2 separate regions of the Anser cygnoides genome follow, and region 2 is linked to region 1. The links are chromatin contacts, called in public Hi-C maps. All regions are on one chromosome and are shown on one strand. Each heading gives the region's core, a stretch centred on a gene start, on an enhancer-like site or on the middle of the called end of the contact. The rest is flanking DNA. Distances are from core to core; before and after follow the strand shown.

Region 1 (6,532 bases), core at 3,597-6,096:
GCTGGGCTCCAAGGTCTCTCTGGAGTATACTCAATTTGGCTGCCTTAATCTTCCACTAATTGTCACTATCACCCACACCGTTAGTTAAGAACTTCTATTGACTATAAAAAAATGCAGAGAGAATTCTCGGGCATGAAGCTGAAGAAAAGAATTTAAGTGAGACACATAAATTACTTTACTAAGAAGTTCATCCTGGAAATATGGTATCATTTTACAAAGCTAAATCTTTATCTATGCTTTTAAATACCACAATAGGGTACTCGGTGTTAAGACAGAAAATTTAGGGCCTGGCCTGTTATGCTTTAAGAACTTAACTCCCACAAAAGCAGAGATGCTGGGCTCTCCATCCACAGTTCTTGGAGGAGTACAAACACCTTTCTGTGACCTCCACAGGATCTGCTCAAGACCACAACGTGTTAACATCTGCAAGACTGGGACATAAATATTTGAAGGACTACGTTAATACGATGTGTATATCTTCTTAATATTCCTTAAACAGAGACAGCATTTTCTGTTTTTATAGGCAGGAAATCTGGGACATTCCTATACTCGCTGTCAATATCTAATTCCTAGCAAATGTCTAGTACTTTTGCCAAATTTCTCTTTTTTGAGACAGAATGAGCTATCAGAAGTAGGAAATTTTCTCCTTTGTTGCCTTCTTCCTTCAAGGCGCAGTCTGAAACGGTTCATTAAAAATAAGAGCATTAGTCAAACAAGATTATGCAAAATTGTTTTCTATCATATCCTTTGCAGAGACAGGAGGCACTGAGGAAATTTTAGCATTTCTGCTTCAAGGAGTCTTCATTGCAAGGAGGTGACACTTTTTCAGTACCTGGAGCAGCCTTGGTCAGTCACCCAGCGAAGCCAAGCAGCGCTCAGCGCTTAGCCCCCAGGCAGATCGATGGCAAGAACACAAGTGATGTTGGGCAGCGTGGGCACTGCGGCACCGCCTGGCCTGCCAGCACCGTAAGGACTCGCTGTCCAGCAGGTGTGCCATTTAATTATTGGTATTTTAGCTGAGAACAGCATGTGATGAAGAACAGCGTGGAATGAAATGTGCTTACATTGTTGTAAAAGACCCTGCTCAATCTTTTTAATTTAAGGAAAGCAAAGCCAAAAAAAAAAAAAAAAGAAGTAAATACATAAATAGCAAAACCCAAGGTTGATGTATCTTACCGTGAACTTGAGATGCTTTGTCCTCAGCACACAGCAAATGAGTTCCCGTAAGTGCTTTTCACCCAGGGAAGAAAATACTGGTTGGTGGCAATACCGGCCGGGTTCAAGGCTGGTGAGAAAGCAGGAGAACAAATTTTGTGGCGGTAGAAGCTCATCAGAGAAGAACTCCACATGAAAGAGGCTGGGAACCATTTCTAGTTAACAGCATTAGCAGCAGCGGCAAAGGGCATGAAATGCACAAGCTTAGAAGGGCCTCGAGCTCTGCAGAAAGTCCCACACGGGTCATTCCTGCGAGAGAAGGGACTTTGCACAATGGCACAGGACGAGCAATTTGCACAGCAGCACGGAGCTGCCACGCTAGGGCTCCACTGGCGGGGGCTCCCAGGGCAGTCAGCCTTTCTGCCAGCTGCAGGGGTGGCAAAGGGCTCCCAGCCGTCGTGATTTGCCCCCTCACTGGTCGTGCTGCACTCACAGAGGCAGCGGTGCAGGCTGGAAACTGCCACCCTGCCTGCAGCATCCCCGCAGCACACGGGGAAACTCGGGACGCTGCCCCAGGGACGACCTTCCCAGCAGCGATACCGGCTGCCAGACGTCCTGGAAAGGCATCTCCTGCCTGGAGAACAAAGCCTTCAGCTACAGCTGACCGCTGGGGGTGCAGCCGGGGAGAGGCGACTGTCCAAAAAGCTGCTCCCGGGCGCACACCCGCAGATGAAGCGCAGGCACCTCCACGTGGACCTGCCCTGGCCACACGCCCATGGGAGGCAGGGATGTGCCCTGGCAGGACACCGCAGGGCTTCCGATTTGCCAATGATTTCATTCACTGCTGGCACTCCTTTTTTTCTTTTAACACGGTCATTTCTCAAATGTGGACCTCCTTCATTTAAGCAAGCGCTATATTAAATTCCTTCTGAAATGAATAGAAGGCTTGTAATGAGATAATATATTAGACCAAAAATTACAAGCCTTTTCATGAAATGTTTACAGCCTTTAACCACTGATTAAATAGCTTGATTGTTCCCATATTGCAAGCTTGGCGAAGGGAATATTGACCAAACAAGCTTCCTGGCGTGGCAGAGACAGAGAAGGGGCTGTTCTGCTGGCTAAGCTAATGCTGCGGCCCATTCTTGTGATTGATCCGATGTTGTCTAAATGGTGTAATTAAGCTTTCAATTAATGGGGCAGAATGGAAAGTTAGACTTTGTGAATGCTAATTATTTGCTTCCTTGCAATGCCTGTCAGGGAACAGTGCTGTCCTACATGTTTAGCGCGGTTGGGTTGGGTATGGCAGCCTGACCAAAAGTCCCTCCGTTCTGCAGGCTGCACCCCAGCGATCTGCACAGTGACGCCGGGCAGCCCGGCATCTTTTGGCACTCACAGCAGTGCCGCGCTGCATCCCGAGCCAGGCAGGGCAGCAGAAGAAGGGTGCTGGCTTGGGCTGCAGCAACCTTTGCCTTGCACCAGGAAGCGAGTAGGACCGCCGGAGGTTAGAGGCGTGATGCTGACATGGGGTGTTCTGCCTCCCCATCATTTCCATGGAGCACTGTGACCTGGGCAGGTTAGAGTACTGTGAGCAAACTGAAGAATCCCCGGAGAGCAGCCATACACAGCCTGGTCTGAAGCACGCAGCATTGGGGCCGTTTTGCACAATGAGGCACTTTATAAAGGAGATGGCATTGCAAAGCAAGATGTTTTATGGCTGCTTTTACAAAATCCAATTTAAACTGCAATTCATCTTTCGTGGCAGTTTACAAATCGATGGGTGACATTTCGAACCGACACTGCACGACACTTGTGCACTCCAGCCCCTTTCCTCTCCTCTGCGTTTCCGTGCGGCCCTTGCCAGCCAGGAGCCGGAGCTGCAGGCGGTGCGGGCACCTCGGGCATCCCTGCCAGCCCCAGCACCTCCTGCCCCCAGCCAGCCTCAGCGCGCTGCCCCCGACCTGCTGTAATGCCGGATCATTGCTTGGAGAGCAACGGGCAAGTTACACCTTTGGATTACGATCCATACCGCAGGCCGTTCACATCAACCACGAACAAGTGAATCCCTTCTCTGCACGGGACACAAAGGCCTAAACTCTGGGGAAGCTCCTTTTAATCATACCTTGCCTCTTCCTCGCAAGAGGAACAAAAAAATTAAACCATATGCAGCGATGAATTCCCCCTTTCTCAGCCCTTGTTGAGCAGGAACAGCAGTGTGTCCATGCCCAGACCGAGCTAACCGGGTTACCAGGGAGGTGGGGGAGCAGACACCCGGGCAGGGCTCGGGAAAGGTCAGGAGCTGCAGCGATCGATGCGCCTCTCGCGGGGCTCGCTCCTGCGCCCACCGCAGGCTGTCCACGGGCTGCTGCGAGAGAGCTCGGGCAGCTTGCTCGGCTGCTGCGGGGACACACAGCGCCCTTCCTTCCCGAGCAACTATGCGGGGACATCCTTCTCACGTGTGGAAGCGAGCATTACAGTAGACCTGTGGGCAGCAGCACACGATGAAGGGGTGAAAGCCGCGTGGCTGGCAGCACGGACACACTGCGGGGGACGCAGACGGGGCTGGAGGCAGGGCTGTGCTCCCCGCTCGGGTGCCTTTGCTGCTCCCCGAGGGAGAGATCCGGCACAGCTCCACCTCGGCCAGGCTTGATCTTGATTTCACAGTGGGTAGAGTATCAAATTGTCGTTGAGCAGGGGATGCTTAGTCAGCCTTGAAATGTTTGTTTGCTATTTTTTATGAGCACTTATAAAGCACTTGGCAGTCGAGTCTGATTCAGAGGTGCTATTTTTTTCTTCCTGCCGTTGACTAACAGCCTCCAGTTTAATGACAATTCCCACCACCATTTCCCTGGCAAGCAAATTGCACCAGCTCGGGTGGAGCACTGCAGAGAGTTTTGGTCAGTGCATTTCAAGCCCAAAGACATCAGGGGAGCGCCTTTCATTAGTCGCAGTGTTCACTGCCCATGTGTCAAAAGATACCTTATCCCCCTGGACAGAGGTTATACTGGCAGGTAGCACCACGCTGAGCTGCATTCAGCTCCATTTCACTGCTGTTTATCCACGCCACAGGTCCAAGAATATCTGGTCATTTCACACAGAAATGCCTCGAAAGCATAAACGAAATCCTTTCTTTTATGTAACTGTTCGTCTCCTTCAGTGGGATTGGGCCAGTGTAAATCAGTGGAAAAAATGTTACAGCTCTAAAGAGCTGCGTGGAAACTTCCATTGCAAAGCCGCTAGAGTTAGCATCTGGAGCAGCCAGAAATAATATTTAAACTTTCTCTTGAACTGTTAGGAGATAGACACAGTGAGTAAAATCACTCCAGGCATTTCGTAATAAACCAATGCTGATCTAACTGGATCGGGCCAAAGGGCAGCGTGAAATGCCAGTGGCTGTGGAACAGACAGCTCGGGGAGAGAGCTGGCAGCACATTAACCCGTCGCAGCTCTGACCGCAGAGACTGGTGTGAATTCAAATAACAGACGAGCTAGGAACGAGCCCTTGCTGACTTTGGTCTTCTGCCGCAGCAGATGCCCGTTGACGTTAGCGAGCCGTTGTCTGAGCACACACAGTCACCTCCCCTTAGACACTGATTCTGATCCAATAATTGTTATGAAAATCACAAGTAATCTCACTAGCTCCAAGTTACTGCAGTACAACAACTGTAGAACTGATAAGCTGCGTACAGAGCTAGACCCGATGGTAGGTCCTTTTTTCGTTCTCAGTTGATCATCTCCAGCAGCTCATTGCTTTACCAGCTTTTTGAGAGCATAATTTTGGCTGCTTAGTTCCCAGCCTAGGTGCAAGTCCTTCCTCTCCCCCCCCCCAAAAAAAAGAGCTGAACAAAAATAATTTAGCTACTTATAGAAAAGCAAGGATTGCTGCATGCTTTTGAGAAATAGTACTAGCAGAAAGACCTTACAATTAGCATCCAAACACCAGGAAAGGCAGAGCTAAGACCCTTTGTTTCTCAGCATGAGCTTACTTAACTTTCCAGTACTAAATTTCTTTCAGTGATTTCCTAGGAACTGTTACATGTCCCTGTGTGCGCATAACGCTCAGTGCTCTGTATTCAACCCCAGCAAGAGCTGCAATTAAGGTAACAGACAGTAGCTATCAAACAGGAAAAAACATTTTGCACGCTCATGCAGAGGAAAAATGGGCAAAATAAATAAATAAAATACGAAGATAAAAACATCTATATGTTAATTGAAGTGTTTCTCAGTTGACATTTCAGCTTTCCTGCATAGATTTAGCCTTTTTCAGCTGAAGGACTTGGCACGAGCACAGTTTGGATACAAATTATTCCTTGCCTCTGGTCTCATGCATCTGTTGATAAGCCACTGAAATGCTCATCACTGGGACTTTCTCCTTTTGCTGAAGACTATGCTTTGTTCATTCTGCTGCTGTCTTTCTTACTGCATCAACACCTTCCTGTTCCTGAATACTAAGCCCTTCTCAGCGTTCGCAGTGCTGGGGCAGCACAGCTCTCCCTGGTCCATCCCCAGTGCCTGGGGGCGAGCACACCCACCCGGCCATGGGCAAGAGCTCCCTGCTCTGGCACCAAGAGCAGCACCAGACCAAGGAAACAAAACGTTCAGTGGTGCATTAGGCAGCAACTGGGAGAGGAGAGTGGTGCCAAGGGTCAGGTTTACTGAAATTCATGTAAATTCCTGGGGTAAAATCCATGGAAACCTCTCTCTACCACACAGCTACGTTTTGCCTACTTAGAGCAGCCACCAAGCACCCACGCCGCCTTGCGAACGCAGCAGATCTCGTAGCAGAGCAGAGCAGCGGCTCACCTACCTCTGTCTTACAGTAACCTAAATGCAGTGTTCCAGAGGAAGACAAGAAAATGTCCCAAATGCTGTGTGGGATTAACATACCAGAAGGGGAGACCTCCACTTCCAAAATCTTCACTTCTTGGACGGTTCAAAACTTCTGCAGTTGGGTGTTGATCGTGTCTGAGCAGTGGTTCTGCGTACTGAAGGACTTTCTCCAACTTCATTCACACACCTGGAAACAGATGTAGCAGAAGTCAGGAAATTCATTCAAAGCAATTTCAGTGTTTAAAAGAACAATAAAGAAACAGCAGCCACACACAGCAGCAAGCGGGGGCTGTTGCAGAAGAAGCGGCCCAGACACTTTTCCCCTCCCCTGCTCCGCAGCAGCAGGAAGGAGGTGGCCGTGAGGCCACTTTCCGCGTGGATAAGTCATCAATCCCCAACCTGCTGCTGCTCCATCACACGTTTGATTATTTTCCCACCATTGATTACTAAGAAGTGCAAGACGGTGACTATCTTTTCACTGGGCTCCTACCCCCTGAAGCACTCTCTGACTTTAATTAGGAATACAATTTTCCCCATGAAGAGCACA
Region 2 (6,763 bases), core at 4,059-6,558, 170 kb before region 1:
CTTGAGGCCTCCCAGCAGCACGCAGCAGTGGAGCAGTGCTAGCTGCCGTACCGATTGCAGGGAGCAGCAGAGGATCTGTTTCAGTGCTAGTGCAGCACTGTACTGCTTTGCCTCAAAGTTAGGGCAGTCTCCCCCTGTGCACACCCCAGGGCTTGGCCTCTGTTGGCTCCGTCCCTGCTGCCAATGGGGGGTTTGCAGCAGTCCCTGACCTCAGCCCTTGGCCTGGCTGCGGCGGGGATGTGCTCGCAGGGAGCCCGGGGTCTCTGGGGGCTGCTGTGGGCAGCTCGCTCTGTGTCCCTGGGTGTGCCAAGAGGCTTTTCCTAACCCACAGCTGGTGCTGCTGCTCCGGCAGAGCCGAGGGAGGTGGGAGGCTCCAGCTCCAGCCCAGCAGGAGGATGGGGAGCTCACCCTTTTCGGGAGAGGCAGTTACACGTGTGCTGGGGGCTGCGGCTGGAGAGGGGACGGCGAGGTGCGTCTTACACCTGGATATAACAGAACAATCGCTGCAAATCTGCCCTGCTGGACCTGCACATGGAAGAAAAGTGCAAACAAAGAGGCTTTCTCTATGTACTGAGCCTGTCTTAGTTCCTGCCTTTAACTAAAAGACGGTCCCTTGGATGCATTAATATTTTGCTCTTGGGCTCGGCTGATTTTCCTGCCCTGGCCCATGCAGTACCTCGTAGCTCTGATTTGGGGTGTTGTACTTTTGCAGAACTTGCAGCGTTCCCCTCATTGCCGTACAGATACCTCTTCTGCCGTGTGTAAATGTTTACACCCTCCAGTTACTGGACTTCCTTTAAGGAAGTTTGACTTAGCTCCCTGTTATGTGAGCTTAGCTCTATTATAGTCAAATAATGACACCAAATTAATTGCTGTCCATCCGTATCCTTGAGACTCAACAATTGCACTGAGCAAACCAGTCCCACCCATGTGAATACGATCTGCCTTTTCCTTTTTTCTTTGTTCGGGGCTCTCTCAAAGCTACAATTGTTAATCTCCGAAATTCGTTGCAGCTGGAGGAACCCCACCCGGAGGGTTCACGCGGTGCCTGGACTGGGACTTTCGGGGCAGGGTGTCAAATGCCAAGGCTGTGCGAGGGTCTTCAGGGGCTGCACCAGAAGCTTGCCTTGTGTCCTTGGCTCTGCCACGAGGAGAGGTGAAACCAGGACCTCGGCTCTCAGTGCTGTTGTCAACGTGTAGTAACTTTTTGGAAGCCAGCTTTTCCTCCTCTCTCCCTAAAAAGGAGGAGGAAGCATACTTGAGGTAGTTACGTGTCTCCATTGCCGTTTTTAGCCTCCAAATAAGGTGTTGTGTAACGAGTACTTGCGGGATCCAGAAGGCTCGCTGCAGACGCAGGAGGGCCCCGCTCAGCCAGGCCCTTCTGGAGCTGCAGCAGCTGGTCCCAGAAGCCCTGCCAGAGGCTGGAGGGCGCGGGGTGGCTCGTGCAGCGGTGCCAGGGAGCAGTCACGGTGCCAGGGAGCAGTCACGGTGCCATGGATGTCACCCGACAGTCCGTCCTCGTGTCCTCCGCTGGCATGGAGCGCAGCGAGCTGCCTCCTGTCCGACTGCTGCACGCAACACCCGCTCAGGAAGGTGTATGTTCTTGGAAGCTTTCAGGGCTTTTGATTAATAACCATATTAGCCAAATTTGCCATTTGGCTGGAGCTGCCCCGCGTGTCTGGGGCACGGGGCCGGCACTCGCAGCGAGACCCTGCTGCCCGGGGGAGCCTTCTCCTCCCAGGGCGTTTCCCACCTGCAGAACTGCTGCAGTCCGCCTTTGTGGTTAGACCAAGGCCCCCGTGGATACGCAGGAGGAAAGAGGATTAAAGGTCTTCCAGGGGAGCAAGCATCCCTGAGCAGATAAGGATCTCCTCACTTCAGCAGTTGTCCTTTTGTTGCAGTGACTGACTTTGCAGCTGGAGCTGGCTCTGCTCTCCTGTTTCCGCCTTGCTTGTTGAGTCACTTAACCAAGACCCCGTCTGCCGCAGTCTCGTGCGGCAGCATGCTTCTGCTAGAGGAAAAATGAATTTGTCAAGGCTGTCTTGACCCTGTGCTTGTGCATGGCCAAAGAGAGATGGTGTAAGGAGCAGCCTAGTCTGGGCAGTCTAATAGCAAAAGAGGAAGAAAGCTAAGTGTCACTGAAAAGCCGGCACCAGACTCATGACTGCGTCTCTTACGTGGTGTTGGTAGCAAATTCTTCAGCAAGGGTGGGTGGGTGCCCCTGGCCGGGGAGGGGAGTGGGCTGCAGGCAGTGCAGCCTGATCTGCACCTGCTCGGCTGGGTTAGAGGTCGGTCTGCTCTTACTGTGCTCAGTTCCTTCGTGGCTCAATCTCACAGTCCTTAAAGGAAAGCAAAATACTGCTGTGGGCTCCTCCTGGCGCTTGGTTAATCTGTGTATTACAGACGTTAAGTGGAGCTTCCTGATCCTGCGGTGACATGAGATAAATCAACCTCTGCAAAAGCAGCTATTAGCTGAGGATGTCAGGGTGTTAGCTTTCCCGTACTGCCCTTCTTGTAAGCTCTGTTTAAAGTTTGTATTAATATTAAATTTCTTCCACCCATTACTCCGTAAAGCAGTTGGCTCTCAAGGAATGAGTTTCCTGGGAGCAGTGTGCTAGAGCTGCCCTGTGCTTCTGAGGCTAAACAAAGCGGAGGTGTTAAGTACATCCCCAGGCATTTTTTCCGCCCTGCAGATTGTATCAGCCTGTTCATCACTGTCTGCAGGAGGACCTCGGCAGCCACCCCGACTGCTGATGTTTTTGGTGCTGAGCTGTTTATCGCTACAGCGTCAGACTGGACGTGTGCAGACCACAAAACCAAGACAGCTCACGGGGCTTTGTGTCTGTATTGAGCCAATTACACATAAGGGTGGAAGGTACTCGTGTTCCCGGAGATGCAGCTGTAGCAGGGAGGGCTCATTTCTGAGGGCCCGTGCTCGCCGTAGCTGCTGTGTCCGCTCGGCACCGGCGGTCCGAGCCCGGCCCCTTTGTGGTCTCGAAGCTTGGCCGGCTTCCCTGTGGCGATAGCCCGGGCATGGCAGGGTTTTTACTCAAGGACCATTCGCTGGAAAACACTTAGCCGAGCTTAGTCTGAAGTCTCCTCTTCTTGGCCGTACTAAATCTGTGGCACTTAAAGCCACTGTTGTGAGGAGAGTGGAAAGAAGCTTATTTAAAGGGGTTTTATAGCCAAGGGGATGTGAAAACAGTGTTTTCTCCACGTGTCATTGAGGGTGGTCCCCTTGCAACAAGCTCAGTTGTCTAGCCAACTTCAGCAGACCAAAGGGCCGATGGCCAAGGTGTGCTGGACCGATCAGAGGGCGATGATACACCCAAAACTTTTGGAATCGCAGCTGAGCTGTGAGCAGAGCAAGCTGGGGGGGCTGGACCTTGACCGGCTCGTAACTTCTAACCAGGGGTCCGTCCTGCCAGGTGGGCCTGCCCTGGAAGCTCAGTGCTCCTTTGTCCTCAAGTCTAAACCAAGCAGGAATGACGTTTTGTTTTGTTTTGTTTTTCCCATGGCACTTGGCATTATAGGTTCTCTCTTTTCCAAAAATTGAGCAAACTTACCAGTGTCTAGGATGGCCCTGCCTTTGGCCAGTGTAGTGAAGCACAGCATTACACTGACCAAGAAGCTGGCATATTCCTGAGATTGTTCAGAGATGTTTTTGTGGGTAGAATGGCCTCAGTTTCCTATCATTTCACTGCCTAAGAATTTCCTCTGCCCTGACTTGCTTTCTCTCTCTTAGTAGCAAGAATGCTATCAGACTAAAAGCCAAAATAGAAATCTTAAAGTGCGTTGTATATCTAGTCATGGTGAGCAGAATTTGCTTTTCTTCCAAGCAGTTTGTTGACACAGACATTTTTTTTAAAGGCGTTACAAATGTCTTCACTCCTCACGTCTTACACTCTCGCATCTCTTTTCACATTGCTGTATCCAGATGGGCTTGGGCATAGGCGGAGTCCAGGACAGTCTGTTTCACATTCTTACTGGGTTTGGTGGGCTTTGCCATGTTATATGTCTCTTTTTTCCTTCTTTTTAAACAAGAAATCTCCTTTTATGCGTATTTGAGGAGCTAGAGCTGAGCTGCGAGGAGAAGCTCCATATCTGGGCAGGGAGCCCTGCTGACCAGGCAGCCCGGGCAGCCGGCACGGCTCCTGTTGTGGTTGGCCCCTGCACTGCGATGGGAATAAGGAGCTCAGAGCTCCCTGCGCTGCCTGGGGGGAGAGAAGCGTGCTGTCCCCCAAGCCAAGTACAGTGGCATTGCCGTGCTCCACGTCCTCGCGAGGGCAGATGCTGCCTGGAGGGGTCAGAGCTCGCAGGAGGAAATGCGAGAGGTGGTGGCTGAGTGCCCCGACCCGTGTGGAGGGGGCTCAGGTACATTTGGCAGGGTCTGTCCCTGCCATGGGGATGTCCCCCGAATTCACAGGGCCACCCACGCTGCCCTGCAGGCAGTGGTGGGGATGAGCTGCTGTCCCAGCCCCTTCCCCTACTGCTGCAGACCTGCACCTCCAAGGGCAGAGGAACCCGAGCCACCCCAGGAGCTGCACGTTGCCTTGTAAAGCTTCTGGATTTTCATATTTTCTTCATCCATTTCCTATAGCTCTAGACTTGCGGCTGCCATGCGCGGTGAGGAGCAGTGAGTCGTGCTATGGACACCTGCAAACAGAAGTTTCCAAAGAGATCTGGAGCTCCTGATGGTGAAGGCATCGGGGCTTGGCAAGAGCAATTGCACAAATGGGAGGGATGGTGGCTGGGTCTTCTCTGCAGGTCTGAATTTGTATGTGGTGGAAAATAAGGGCTGGGACTTCAGCTCCATCTTAAGGAAACAGATCCCCAGCCTTCAGTACGTAGCTCAGAGGTGGGGATTGCCCATTAATGCCCCAGGTTTGTTCTGCAGGTGAAACAGTGGCAGTTTCAGATGAGAGCTGAGATTTCAGTGTATCAAATCTGATCCACTTTGCTGTATGCATTTCAGCTGAGTAAATGTGTAACTGGTGAGACCGTAGTGAAAGTTCAAAAGCGCTTCCCCAGGGTGGTGTTTGCAGAGGAACTGTGCCAAGGTGGCAGGTGGGGAGGTGAAACCTGCATTTCAGCCCGTCTGATAAGCTTCACCAAGGCAGCGTCTGCTACAGGGCCGCATCAGAAGTGTTCTGATGTGAAAACTCAGAAAATCACAGGCTCCCAGTGGGAAGAGCCCCAGGACTGCTGGCCGGATGGCGTGGGGTGGTGCTGGCTGCTGCGACACCGCCTGCCTGCTGCTGCCCAGCATCACCGGGCTGCTGGCCGTGTTTGCACACCCGCACCGCCGTGTGCCCAAAGGGCCTCACGGGCGTTCATGTCGGCAGAAGAAGCCGTTAGCTGAACAGAAGTTTTTAACCCTTTTTGTGTGAGGTCCTCCAGACTTGTCCTTCCATGGCCAAGCTGGAGGCGGTCCATACACAGCGGCGTGGGGCACCTTGCTTCCTGGCTGGACTGTCCACAAGCCTTCAGGATGCACGGGCAGCGTTTGGAGCTGGAAGCTTTTGCAGCAGGGGCAGGTGTCCGAACACGAAACCCAGCAGCCTGCTGCAGAGGCCATCCACAAGCTGGGCAGCAGGGCTGGGGCGCAGGTCTCAGCTTCCCCAGGGACTGCGTGGGGCACTTAGTTAGCCCCAGCTACATGTGGAGCTGGCACGTGAAGCAGAGGTCTCATCTGGACAAGTAGAATAAATTACCAGGACAGGGGTCCATGAACCCTCAGGCAGTAAAGAAATACCGGGTTTACATCCCGGCATGAAGGCTGCAGGCAGGTGGCCACCCCCTGGATGGCTGAGCTCCCACCCTGATACCTGGGGACTCCAAGGCTTCGGGTTGTCTTGTTGGGTGGCTCCATGTGCTCTTGCTGCTGACGGTGCTTTTCGCTTTGCTTCCCCTCTGCATGGGCTATGTAATGACGCTTTTCCAAATCAGTTTATTTAATCCAGATGTTTGCTTTTTGAATAAACAAACATTCATAGTCCCATGTCTGTATCATAGTCCCTTGTCTGTACTCAGCTTCTGTCTGGTTCATTAAGATTAGAGTCGGTTTAAAAAAAAAAAAAAGGTAGATATGTAGCACACAGTTCCAGAACTGACAAGATTTAAAGCGGTCTGTGTGTCAGAAATGTAAATGTGTGTCTGTTCTGGAGAGCTGGGTCAGAGCTGAAGAATCAAAAGCATCCTATTTTCTGCATGCTAGAGGCAGGGGGAATGTGTGTGCATGCACTCAAGTGCATGTTAAGACCATTTAGAAATGTATTTTTATGAATTCCCAGGATGAGAGGTCTGTCCTTTCAATGGTCTTCCGAATGTCTGGAAAGACTAAAGGTGAAATCTGAAGTGAAAACTAAAGGTGAAGTCAGAGGCACAACTGAAATAGCAGGCCCTTGGACAAAGGGAGCAGGAACGGACCATTTTGTACCGATGGGGATGGGTTTCTCAAGGATGAGCAGTCTAGTGGGAAGATGAAAAAAATGGGAGCTGGGGCAGGAGGAGCAAAGCAAGCACTGCTTGAAGTAGCGCATGGTCGTGTGGCAGGACGAGCGCAGCTCGGAAACACACGTGGGTGAATTAAGATTGCGCAGGCAGCACCACCCTGCTCGAGCACTGGGAGCCTCTGCAGCCCTAGCTGTGTTGGGAAGGACTCCGCCTGGGCGCACACCGATGCCTGGTCGATGCCTGGAACAAGCTGCTACTTCTAGAAGAATAAGTGTACACAGACTGCATGCATGGGAGCAAACAAAAA

What was found. A called contact is a pair of places that touch in the nucleus more often than the background predicts.
Region 2: a Hi-C map of liver shows a contact between it and region 1, with 4 times the contacts expected there. The contact joins two enhancer-like sites. A contact is called at or near these places in 2 of 7 Hi-C or Micro-C datasets (both in liver).

What each region holds. Positions count from the first base shown.
Region 1 is chr10:2,957,620-2,964,151 of Taihu_goose_T2T_genome, reverse strand. RAD18 (RAD18 E3 ubiquitin protein ligase) reads right to left here. Exons shown (of 15, transcript XM_067003133.1): 2 at 6,043-6,172; 3 at 1,177-1,285. The coding sequence starts at 6,164. Among named protein-coding and RNA genes, the nearest start is that of RAD18, 12 kb to the right of the region's middle. Within about 2 kb of position 4,846, at least 2 of the 3 cell types and tissues checked have open chromatin away from gene starts, as enhancers often do. A contact at or near this core is called in liver, where this site is marked.
Region 2 is chr10:3,126,781-3,133,543 of Taihu_goose_T2T_genome, reverse strand. All of the region lies in intron 1 of LMCD1 (LIM and cysteine rich domains 1), which reads left to right. Among named protein-coding and RNA genes, the nearest start is that of LMCD1, 9.8 kb to the left of the region's middle. Within about 2 kb of position 5,308, at least 2 of the 3 cell types and tissues checked have open chromatin away from gene starts, as enhancers often do. A contact at or near this core is called in liver, where this site is marked.